Linked DNA regions of Rattus norvegicus: region 2 is linked to region 1. The links are chromatin contacts, called in public Hi-C maps. All regions are on one chromosome and are shown on one strand. Each heading gives the region's core, a stretch centred on a gene start, on an enhancer-like site or on the middle of the called end of the contact. The rest is flanking DNA. Distances are from core to core; before and after follow the strand shown. Region 1 holds the start of Farp2 (FERM, ARH/RhoGEF and pleckstrin domain protein 2). Region 2 holds the start of Ing5 (inhibitor of growth family, member 5).

What was found. Hi-C and Micro-C count contacts between places; a contact is called where the count stands out from the background.
Region 2: a contact with region 1 is called in a Hi-C map of Schwann cells, with 6 times the contacts expected there. The contact joins the promoter of Ing5 here to the promoter of Farp2 in region 1. A contact is called at or near these places in 2 of 12 Hi-C or Micro-C datasets (Schwann cells and mammary epithelial cells).

The regions. Positions count from the first base shown.
Region 1 is chr9:101,499,220-101,504,704 of GRCr8, reverse strand. It overlaps Farp2 (FERM, ARH/RhoGEF and pleckstrin domain protein 2), which reads right to left and starts at 3,578. Exons shown (of 27, transcript NM_001108233.2): 1 at 3,531-3,578.
Region 2 is chr9:101,770,320-101,775,985 of GRCr8, reverse strand. Ing5 (inhibitor of growth family, member 5) reads right to left here and starts at 2,090. Exons shown (of 8, transcript NM_001394332.1): 1 at 2,027-2,090. The coding sequence starts at 2,063. Dtymk (deoxythymidylate kinase) reads left to right here and starts at 4,253. Exons shown (of 5, transcript NM_001106925.1): 1 at 4,253-4,608; 2 at 5,525-5,633. The coding sequence starts at 4,479.

The DNA.
Region 1 (5,485 bases), core at 2,329-4,828:
GAGAGGGAAAGACATTATTGCAGTGGCCTCTCAGATTCAGTGGAATGGGGTGTCACAGGAATCGAGAGATCGGGTGGGGCACAGTGGCACACCCTTTATTCCCAGCACTCCCAAGGAAGAGGCATGTGATCTACAGTTCCAGAACAGTCAAGGCTACATGGCCAGACCCTGTCTCAATCAGGTGATGTGGGCACATTACCTGTGTGTGAACAGAGGTGGTGGGAAGGCAGAGTACAGACAGTTTGAGACAACAGAGGAGAGAAGAGGAAGCTGCCTGGGGTTGGGCTGTCAGGGTTCTAGTAGTTCAACTAGATGGAAGTCCACACACAAGCTGGGATGGGATGCGGTTGGGATGGGCTGGGGAGGAGAGATGAGCCAAAGCAGGTCTCATTGCTGTATCCTGTCACATTATAATGCCTTTCTCCATGGTTTTTAATCACACTTATTTGTGTATGTGTGTGCACAGATGTTTGACACTATTCACATAAAGAGATGAGAACACAATTTTGGGGAAATAGTTTCTCTCTTTCTATCACATTTGTCCCTGGATCCGATGTAGGTCACAAGGCTTTGGCATAACCGTTCTCAGATTTTTTTTTTTTTTTTTGGTTCTTTTTTTTTTTGGAGCTGGGGACCGAACCCAGGGCCTTGTGCTTCTTAGGTAAGTGCTCTACCACTGAGCTAAGTCCCCAGCCCCTCTCAGATTTTTTTTTAAGGTAGCAATAAACTAAAATACCAGGCTTGGTGGAAAATAATCCTACAAATCTAAAACAAAATCACTTCTACCATTCTGCCCTCCGACTCTGTCCATGTCCTCACATATACCTTTTAACACTTTAATTTTTATGTGCACATTCATTTCATTGTTAAGGTTAAAAGACTATGGCTCAGTGGTTAAGAGTTCAATTCCCAGCAACCACATGGTGCCTCACATGGTGAGATCCCATCTTTAGTGGGATCTGATCCACTCTTCTGGTATGTCTGAAGACAGCTACAGTGTACTCATAAATAAAATAAATCTTTAAAACAAACTACTTGGGGTTGGGGATTTAGCTCAGTGGTAGAGCGCTTGCCTAGCAAGCGGAAAGCCCTGGGTTCGGTCCCCAGCTCCGAAAAAAAAAGAAAAAAGAAAACAAACAAACAAACAAACAAACAAACAACTTAAAGCATATTTCCTGGGATCAAAATGGTTCAAGAGGGACAGGAATGAGCTTGCCAAAGAATGTTTACTAGCCAAAAGTACTTAACCACCTGATTGATACAAGCTTTGCTTATCAGATTAATTTTTTTAAGTAGCATTTCAAAAATCAAAGTATCACATATTGGTAGTTGCTTTCCAAAAATAGTGGACCACAATCATCGCCCACATAAACACTCCTGAGGAAGTCCTAACACCAGACTTGAACATACTACTGTACCGTGAGAGTCTCAGCTTTTCAACTCTCATTGATAAAACCGCTACCTCAACAGATACATAGAGAAAAAGGAACAGACTGGCGTCACCCAGCTCTTCAGTGCGTTCTGGCTGCACACCAAGCAGGGCAGGGCATGTACAGAGTTCATGAAAGGGAAACAAGGAAAAGGAAACTGTGGATGTAACCGAAATGATTGGCAGGATTTAGAGAAATCTGTTAATGTCTGAATTCAGAAGGGGTTCACATGACTAGAAGCAGGGATATTTGGAAAGGAGGAAACTGACAAACAGACGTAATGGCGCCCCTCAGGATTACCCATGGATTGATTAATCTCTGCTTAGGCAATGCAATCTATATCCTCCCCTCCAAGTAGGATAACTCTGTGGAATCACCAATTCCCTAACTCTTCTTACAAATACGCACTGCCGTTGATTCAGGTCACTCTTTCCCTTGACAGCAACGGTTACTGACGTAAGCATTTATTGGCAGGGCATCTGAGCAGCTTTGAAAAACTGTTTCTTAGTCACGGCAACTCGCATCTGAGGTAAGTACATTCTAAACCCACTCTGTGGATGAGGAACCTAAGGTGGGGGGCAGATGAGAGTTATACCTGAGCTCCTCTCTGTCAATGGCTGGTTTTACACACATCCCAGGGAGGCATCCACAACCCCACCAGTCAACGTCTTTCTCTGCTTTATTTAAAATGGGGTTGTGCCTAGGAAGCCATGACGCACACCCGTGCTCGAACTGTACTCGCAGCATTCAGACGCCTGACAGAGGAGGATGGGGAGTTAGAGGCCAGCTGGGGCTATGGAAAATATCTCAACAAAAAACAGTGGGGGATAGGGGTACGGGGAGGCTGTGCAACTTGGCCTTCTCCTTTGAAGACTTTTTTTTTCTTTTTTTTTTGGAGCTGGGGACCGAACCCAGGGCCTTGAGCTGAGCTAAACCCCCAACCCCTCCTTTGAAGACTTTAGAACTGACAACTCGATAGCCACAAAGTGCTTTGCAAATGCCTTCCCGTGTCCCAAAACTCACTAAACTTTTATTTGGTCTACAAGTAAAGATTACTTCATACCTCCCCGTTTCAAAAGGATTTCAAAGAGAATCTGTGCTGCTGATTATAATACTGTCTCCACAAGACTGACTCTAATTCAGCGTTACCCACTAATTACCAAACATTTTCACAGTGGCCCAGTCAAAAACACCTCATGGAAACAGAACAAAGCTAGGGAGAAAGGCCACCCCTTTAAAGATTCTGCCTGGAATCTTAAGTCTCTCCATTCTTTCTCAGCACGGTGTAGCGACATTATTTCCTTCAAGAATGCCTTTTCGTATCTATTTTTCACCACCATTACTGGGGCACGAAACAGCTTAACAAATCACTGCCACGTGTGTAAATGGCAAAGGCGCTTACAACCTGGGATGAGGAAAACGCAATGGGCCAGTACTGCTTCTAGATCCTAGTATCGTAACAACATTAACACCTGAGTTCTCAGTTTTGAAGGAAAGGCTGAGAAGAAAAAAAGAATGACCTTCTGGGCTTTCATTTGTGGCTCCTGATGCTGCTTCTCAAGGCTTCTGCTTCGTTGAGCACTGGCCTGGGAGTGGGGGTGGTCTTCAGCAGGGCATTCTTGTGGCCCTTAGCCCTCTACAGGACACTCAATGTCCACGAGTGACGCTCAGACTCTGATCACCCCCCCTTCCTCGACAGCTGGTCTCCACGTGTGATGTTCCTGCCCTCAGGACTCTGCTGACAGCCTGGCTCCACGGAACCCTGCAGCTCTCAGCCCTCCCAGACTGCCCATTTACTCAAGCAACACTCCAGTCAGTCCTCAGCGGACATCCAGTCTGGACCCGAGACTCTCCCTCCCTTCGCCCTCCACAGTCAGGCCATTCACAGACGTGTGTTGTCAAACGCGGATTCTGTGAGGAGCTGGCGCGCCTCACGAAGGCCTCAGAGCCGGGCGTGGACTTTCTCTGGTGGACGGCCAGCCTCAGGCCTGGTCCGGCTCGGGTTCCGCTGAGGTCCGGTTAACGAAGGAAACCCAAGCCCGACCCACCGCCCCCGAGCCACTTGTCCCCCTCCCCCGCTCACGGCCACCACGTCCTCACCGTGCCACACCGGCCTGCGACGCCGCCAGCCAGGCCTCCTCCACGTCCTGTGCCCGCGCCGCCCGATCCCGACAGCTAGCTGCTTCCCCGCCCCCGCCGCGCGTCCGCCGCAGCCCCGCCCCCCCCGCGGACGCACCGCCGATTGGCCTGCGGGTGGGTCCTCCCGACCAGCGCCTGCGAGCGCAGCACCTAGCGCTGATTGGTCATCACATGGGGCAGGGCGGGGCGAGTGAGCGCCAGAAAGTCAGAAGCAAAGCTCTGCAGCTCCTCCGCGGGTGCAACAGGGCTCTACACGCTGGGCGGGTCCTCGGCCCCTCGGCCGTCGGAAGGGCTTTAGGACCTGAGAACGCTGTGGTGGGTGGGACTTAGGAGAGCCGCGAATTCTCCGTCTTAGTCTTCACTTTGGCACGGCGGGGAGGGTTCCGTCTTGGATGCAGCTTCGGAACAAGGGAGGACTACCCCAGACTTGGGACTCTGGAACGCGAGTGGGCCCTACGTAGGCATTGGGCGGGACTTTAGCATACGGGCTGTTCTCAGCCTACATTCCGGCTTTGGCAAGAAGGGCGGCCTGGGTTCTGGGTGGGGCCTTGGACTTCAAGCTCGCGGGACTATGCTGGCATTCATATCCTTGGTCAGGCATCCCCTAACTGCCAGCTCCTTTCCTATCTCCCATCCGTCGTGCCCAACCTGAGAATAGAGGAAACACCTGATGTTCCTCAAGGGTCGCTTTTGAGGCAGGCTATTCTAAGAGTCCTCGAAGCCATCTCTGTTCCCTTTTGGATTTGAAGCTTTCTAGAAATCAAAATGGTGAGACTGCATCTTGGTCCTTCCACTTCGGTGACTTGCAGCATCCTCACTTTCTTCTTTCATTGGTTACTTGAATGGCCCTGTAGGGAGCCAGCCCTCTGAACCAACCGCTGTCTAGGCTCAATAAATCCATACAGCCCCCAAGTCATTTCATACAGAGCACTAGCCTTTGGTGTGAAGTCCCTATGACAAACAGGGAGGGCCTTTGCATCCCCAAGGCAACCTAGAAGTACAGGCTGACTAGGTCAGCAATGTTAGTAGGCTTCCCAACTTTCTCCTCCGCCTTAGCTATCCCTTTCTTGTAACCAGCCACTGCCACTGCCACCACCACCGAGTGTGATGTCAATCATTAAGAAAAGGAGCTGGACTGGACAAGGCAAGAATGAGGTTAGATATAAGCAACCTAATGACTTAGATAGCAGGAGCCTCAGTGCCTAGGATCAGTGCGCTGCTGAGAAAGCAAAAGGATGAAGGCTCCAATGGTACTGGGTGGTCAATTCACGAGTCAGGCTGACAAACAGGTGTGAAGCTAAAACCAAGAGGTTGCTCACCCACTCAGACTAGGATAATCCCATCCAGATTAGGATAGTTTCAGGTTATGTGGTTTGTTATTGCGGGTCTTTAGAAAACGTGTGTATGCACGCGCGCGCGCGCGCGCGCGCGCACACACACACACACACACACACACACACACACACACACACACACACACGTACACACACGTACACCTACGCACGCGCAGTTCTTCCTCCTTGAGTCTTGGGATCAAACTCAAGTTTGGTCAGCTTATGTGGCAAGTACTCCTAGCCACTGGGCCATCCCATCGGATATTTTTAAGTCGCTTTCCTGGGCTGGGGGGGACAGTTTTGCGGTTAGGAGCACTGGCTGCTCTTTCAGAACACACAAATTCAGTTCCTGGCACCCATATGGCTGCTCACAACTGTCTGTTAATTCCAGTTCCTGGGGATGTGACACCCTCTTCTGGCCTCCTTGGGCGACTGGCATGCACACGGTACAAAGATATACATGCAAGCAAAATACTCACACACATACAATAAAAAGGTAGAAACCCTTAAAATTCTGAGCATGGTGGTACACACCTTTAGTTTCAGCACCCCAGAGGTAGAGGTAGGAAATTTGAGTTGGGA
Region 2 (5,666 bases), core at 841-3,340, 270 kb before region 1:
GCTCAGCGGTAGAGCACTTGCCTAGCAAGTGCAAGGCCCTGGGTTCAGTCCCCAGCTCCGAAAAGAAGAAAAAAGAAAAAACAAACAAACAAACAAAAAAAACATCTCTTTTACACCAAAGCCTGCCCTTCATCTATTTCTCTTCTAGTTTGGGGACCAAAAGTGACTAAGACCTTGTAGGGGTGAGGGGGCACCAAACAGTGAGCACAGCAGGCTGACAGTTTCAAAAGCACCAGAAGTTGGAGGATACAGAAACCTGCTCCCAGCAGGCAGAGAAGACAGCTGAGACTCCTCTCCTGAACCACACCCTCCCTCTCCCCTAGGCCACACACAGTGAACTTCATCCTCCAAAGCTCAAGCCGGAACCTGGGTCCTCCTTGATCTCTTCAACTTTGTCCAGATACCTACAACACCAGGAGCTGCAGACCATACTGTCCCAAGACACTGTTCTCTCAGCAGGGCCCAACATACCAGTCTCTAGCCACACACAGCCATGAGCACTGGAAAGGCAAGCAGAGGCACTGAGCAGTCCTCCAGTTCCTATAGGTGAGAGTGAGCTGCTTGTCAATCAAACCCCTGGTGCTTTTCTGCCCACCCTGCATCCCCTGGTGCAGATTATGTCTTAATCCTTAAGTTTACAGCAGGCTCCAGCTGCTCCCTAGGTCTTTCTGTGCTCAAGTATCTCCACAGCCCACAAGGCCAGCATTTTAGGGCTACATCTTATAAGACTTGCTGTTTTAAGCCTGTAACTTCCTGTCTACAGCTTTACTCCTGTGACCCTGGCAGTATTTACCTTTCTACCCCCTGGTGGACCTCTCTACTCTCTGACAGAGGGACCCTTATCTGCAGTTTCCGGATCTTTATTTACCCCCACGCCTTAATATTGTGAGCTTTAAAACGATTTAACAAGGGCTAGAGAGATGGCTCAGTGGTTAAGAGTGATGACTGCTCTTCCAGAGGTCCTGAGTTCAAATCCCAGCAACAACATGGTGGCTCACAACCATCTATAATGTAACCTGATGCCCTCTTCTGATGTGTCTGAAGACAGCTACAGTGTACTCACATACATTAAATAAATAAATCTTTTTTAAAAAAAGATTTAACAAAACGTGTGTTCCAATTAATCAGTGAGTTGAAGAGAAATATTGAGTTGTGAATGGCACAGGGTAGGTGGGGGCAGACAGGGACCATCACACGATGCCAGCAGTGAAATGAACTCGCCTTGAACTCACCGATCAGAATGCCCACTGGATGGACATCAGAATAAAAGTTCACCTTGCAGTCCCACTGCCCAGGCCCAGGTAGAAAATGGACGCCCCATTGGTTTGATCCACCTCCCTCCAAAGGGTTTCAATTCTTCCACCTCCCTCCAAAGGGTTTCAATTCTTCCACCTCCCTCCAAAGGGTTTCAATTCTTCCACTAAAGAGTGAGAAATAATCCTCCTCCTAATTTTTATCGGGAGCCAATCTCACCGTCTATAAATAAACGGAGTTACCAATGCCCAGGACGTCAAAGGTCAACCCGTTATACAGGGCATCCTCCCTTGCCGGGCTAGCTTTGATAGCACAAGTTCCCTCGAAAAACGCACCCCACTAGCCTAGAGCTCCTCCCTACAGCTCCACAGGCAAACACAGTAGCTTTGGCTCTCTACAACCGATCTTAGCACAAGCAGCAGGTGAAGAAGAGGCGGACCTCCTCGCAACCCAGTCCTAAGTAGAGAGGAGGGGAGAGGGGCGTGGTCGGCGTCAGGGGTGTGGCCGAAGCGGAGAAGGCGGGCTGAGCCGCAGGCCACACCCCTCCGTGACGCACCTGGAATTGGCGCGGCGGAGGCGGCGGGACCCCCGCGCCGCGCCCCACGCCCTCCATCCGCGGCCCCGCCCCAGACCGACCGTGAGACCCCCCCCTACAATCCCCATGATCTGTCCCCATCCTCCTCCGCATCCCGGAGCCCCGAACGATTCGCGATGGGCCGAGAGCGGCGGCGGCGCGGACCCGCGCGGGTGGCGGCTCGGCCAGAGTGCTTACTGTCCAGATAGTGCTCCAAGTACATGGCAGTCGCCATCTTCGCTGCGGCCACGCTCGGGGTCTGCGCGAGCGGGCGGTGCCGCGGTCTCGGGGCGGGGCGGCGCCGCGCGCTCACTATTCATGAGCCGCGTGCTCCGATTGGCCGGAACGGGGGCGGGGCATGTCGGGGGTCCACCCCTATGCTTCCGGCCTGCTGCGGTCGCCAGATGGCGCTGTGGGGCTTGCCCTGAGAGAATGTGGGTGGGAGATGGGCTCGATTCGCAGTTTGCAATGTGGAAGGTACTTCTCTGGCTCCAGCCGATTTCCAATCCCTGATGGTGCCCTGTCGAGCTCTAGGCAAGGCACCGCGCTTGCACGTGTGCTGGCTCCACGCCTGACAGCCGATACCTGCCGCTCTGCCCGCGTTGCCTGGGGTCTGGCCGGACCAAGAGGCGACACCAGCCGCCTGTGGTTTCTCCTGGCTGAGTGGGCCTCCTCTCCGGCATCGGTTAACATCGATGCTCTTTGTGGCTGTCTAGTCCCGAGGGGGCGTGGCCACGCTGACTAGCACTTCGTGAAGAAGCCACGCACGCCTGGGTGCCTGCAAAAATACATTTTACATTCCTACGACAACTCTGTTACACTTAATGAAACAATACTGCTACATTATTATCTAAAGTCCGTGGTTACCATAGAGTCCATTCTTGGTGAGGTCTAATATTTCTGACAAATACATATTAGTATCTCCCTTTTAGCATCCTGAAGAATATTTTCATTGCCTTTAATTCCTCCGGTCCACTACAATATAAGACACTCAGGCGCGCGCGAGCGCACACACACACACACACACACACACACACACACACACACGTAATCAATAAACATTTTTTCTGTAGCTTTGTTTTACTAGGATGTCATGTAGTCGCGTTTTGCAGTATATAGTTTTTTCAGACTGGCTGCATTTATCATGCATTTCTGGTTCTTCCATGTCCTAATGAGTCTTGATGATTTACTTTTTACTTAAATTATGCCACCGTGTAGCTACCAGTTTATCGGTTTGCCTGTTGGAGGACGTCTTAGCTGCCTCCATATTTAGGCAATTGTGACTGGAGCTGATACAATCAGTGTGCAGGTTTTTCTGTAGACAGTTTCCAGTTCATTTGGGTAAACAGTGACCTTATGTTAAAAGTAGAGTGGTTTCCTGAGAAACAGCCAAGCTGTCTTCCTTTCTTTGCCTTCTCATCTGCTCTAACAGTTTCCTTTGCTTCACATGCTGTATGGTTAGCCTGGTAGATTCGGGCTATTCTCGAAGAGATGTGAAATTATCTTCTTTTAATGTATGATTACTAACAATATGTTTATGTTGAGCATGTTTACATATGTGTCCGGCATCTGAACATCTTTGACTGGACGTTAGTTCGAATGTCTGTATAGACCTTGAACAAGTGCTGGGGTTATAGGCTATGTCACTCACTATAACTAATTTATTGTGTGCTGGGTATGGGATTCAGGTCTTTGTTCGTGTTAGGAAAGTGCTCTATCGACTGAGTACTTCCCTAGCCAGTCTTTTTTTTTTTTTTTTTCTTTTTTCTTTTTTTCGGAGCTGGGGACTGAACCCAGGGCCTTGCGGTTGCTAGGCAAGCGCTCTACCACTGAGCTAAATCCCTAACCCCCCTAGCCAGTCTTTTAGAAACAACCTTTGACTACAAATCCTTTTGCCTCGGCCTCTAGAGTATTGTTTTGGTTTTTCAGACTGGATCTCACAATGTATCCCTGGCTGGCCTGAAACTATGTAACTGGCCTTAAACTCCCAGAGATTTACCCACCTCCTGCTCATATATTTTTCCTGACTTTATTAATTTTTTTTCTGTAAAAACACTGCTAGGGGCAAATCCAAAAAAAAAAAAAAAAAGGAAATTTTCAGTTCTGGCCAACGCTGCAAATAAGTCCATTTCCTTCCACCAACTTCCGTCCGTGGGTTTTCGACACTAAAACCACAACGAAAATTCCTGAGCGCTTTGAAGATGCTGCAGTCAGTGCATCTTGGGGATCGATGCTGTTATCTTTATTCCTTTTGCAGCCGGATCATAAGATGGCTCGTGTGCGCGCGCATGTGTGTGAGTGATAAGAAACTTTTAAAACCGTCCAGTAGCGCGCTTAGAGGAAAGAAAATTTGATTCCGTTACTGTTCTAGAACTTCCACGTGACCAGAGCCCGCAAAACCCTAGTAGGTAGGATTGGTCCTTTCCGGGAGCTGCAAACGGAAGTTCCTGGAGTAGGCGTTCGCTCGTCAGCGGGCTGGGGGCCTAGATTGCGTCATGTCCGGAAGCGGTTCCCTGCAGTCTTCAGTGCTCCACTTCCAGCCGGAAGAGGTGCGTCCGGGCAGAGCACCAGCGCGCGCTTCCCTTCTGCTGCAGCTAACATTGGCGGGAACCTGAAAGGTTGGCTGGAGCTGTGCAGGCTGTCAGTCGCGATGGCGTCGCGTCGCGGGGCGCTCATCGTGCTGGAGGGTGTGGACCGTGCTGGCAAGACCACGCAGTGCCTCAGGCTGGTGACCGCGCTGTGCGCCTCGGGCCACAGAGCGGAGCTGCTGCGTTTCCCTGGTGCGCGGGCGGGCCTTGGGAATTCCCTCACCCTCTCTTTGGGCTTTAGTCTTTGTATCTGTAAAAGCTTTTAGAATATTTATCTATTATTGTGCATGCATGTGCTGGCTAGTTTATGTCACCTTGACACAAGCTACAGTCATTTGGGAAGAGGGACTCTCAATTGAGAAAACTGGACCCACCAGATGGGCCAACAGACAAGCCTGGGAAACATTTTCTTGATTGGTCATTGATGTGAGAGGCCCAGCTGGTGGAGATGAATTAGTAAAATGCAAACTGAAACGAGGGCCTGAGTTTAGCCTCCCAGGTTAAAAAAAAGCGGATATGGTTGCTTATCCCAGTGCTGGAAAGGTAGAGGCGGGCACTTTCCTGGTACTTGTTGGCCAGTCCAGCCAAAAGTGAGCTGGTCCCGGTGGAAGACAGCCTCTGAAAACACAAGGTGGACAGGTACTGAAAAAGGAGCATGACGTTGACTTCCGGCCTTGAGCCCTATGCACTGGACACCAACCCCTCATCCTACAAATTAAGTAGGAATTGGAGCAACGCTTTCCTGGATATTTTAATTTTCAAACCAACCAGCAAAAAAGTCTTTTTTTTTTTTTTTTCTTTTTTTTCGGAGCTGGGGACCGAACCCAGGGCCTTGCGCTTGCTAGGCAAGCGCGCTATCACTGAGCTAAATCCCCAACCCTGGTCAAAAAAGTCTTAACAAGTACTTTTGAAATCAAGACTGAACGTGCGCGTTACTTCCTTCCCTTGGGGAAACTCATTTGGCTTCAGAGATGGTCCAAAGCTGTCTAGAGGTTTAATAACGTTCAGAGTTAGACACGAGCACAAGGAGAAAACTTCGGTGCAAACCATAGCATACTTCAGGTGAACAGTCTGACTTGAAGTCGTGTTTGTATCTTTGTCTTTCTAGAAAGATCAACAGAAATCGGCAAGCTTCTGAGTTCCTACTTAGAAAAGAAAACCGAGCTCGAGGATCATTCCGTGCACCTGCTCTTCTCTGCCAACCGCTGGGAACAAGTGTAAAGATTGGTTCATTGCCCCCCCCCCCCTCC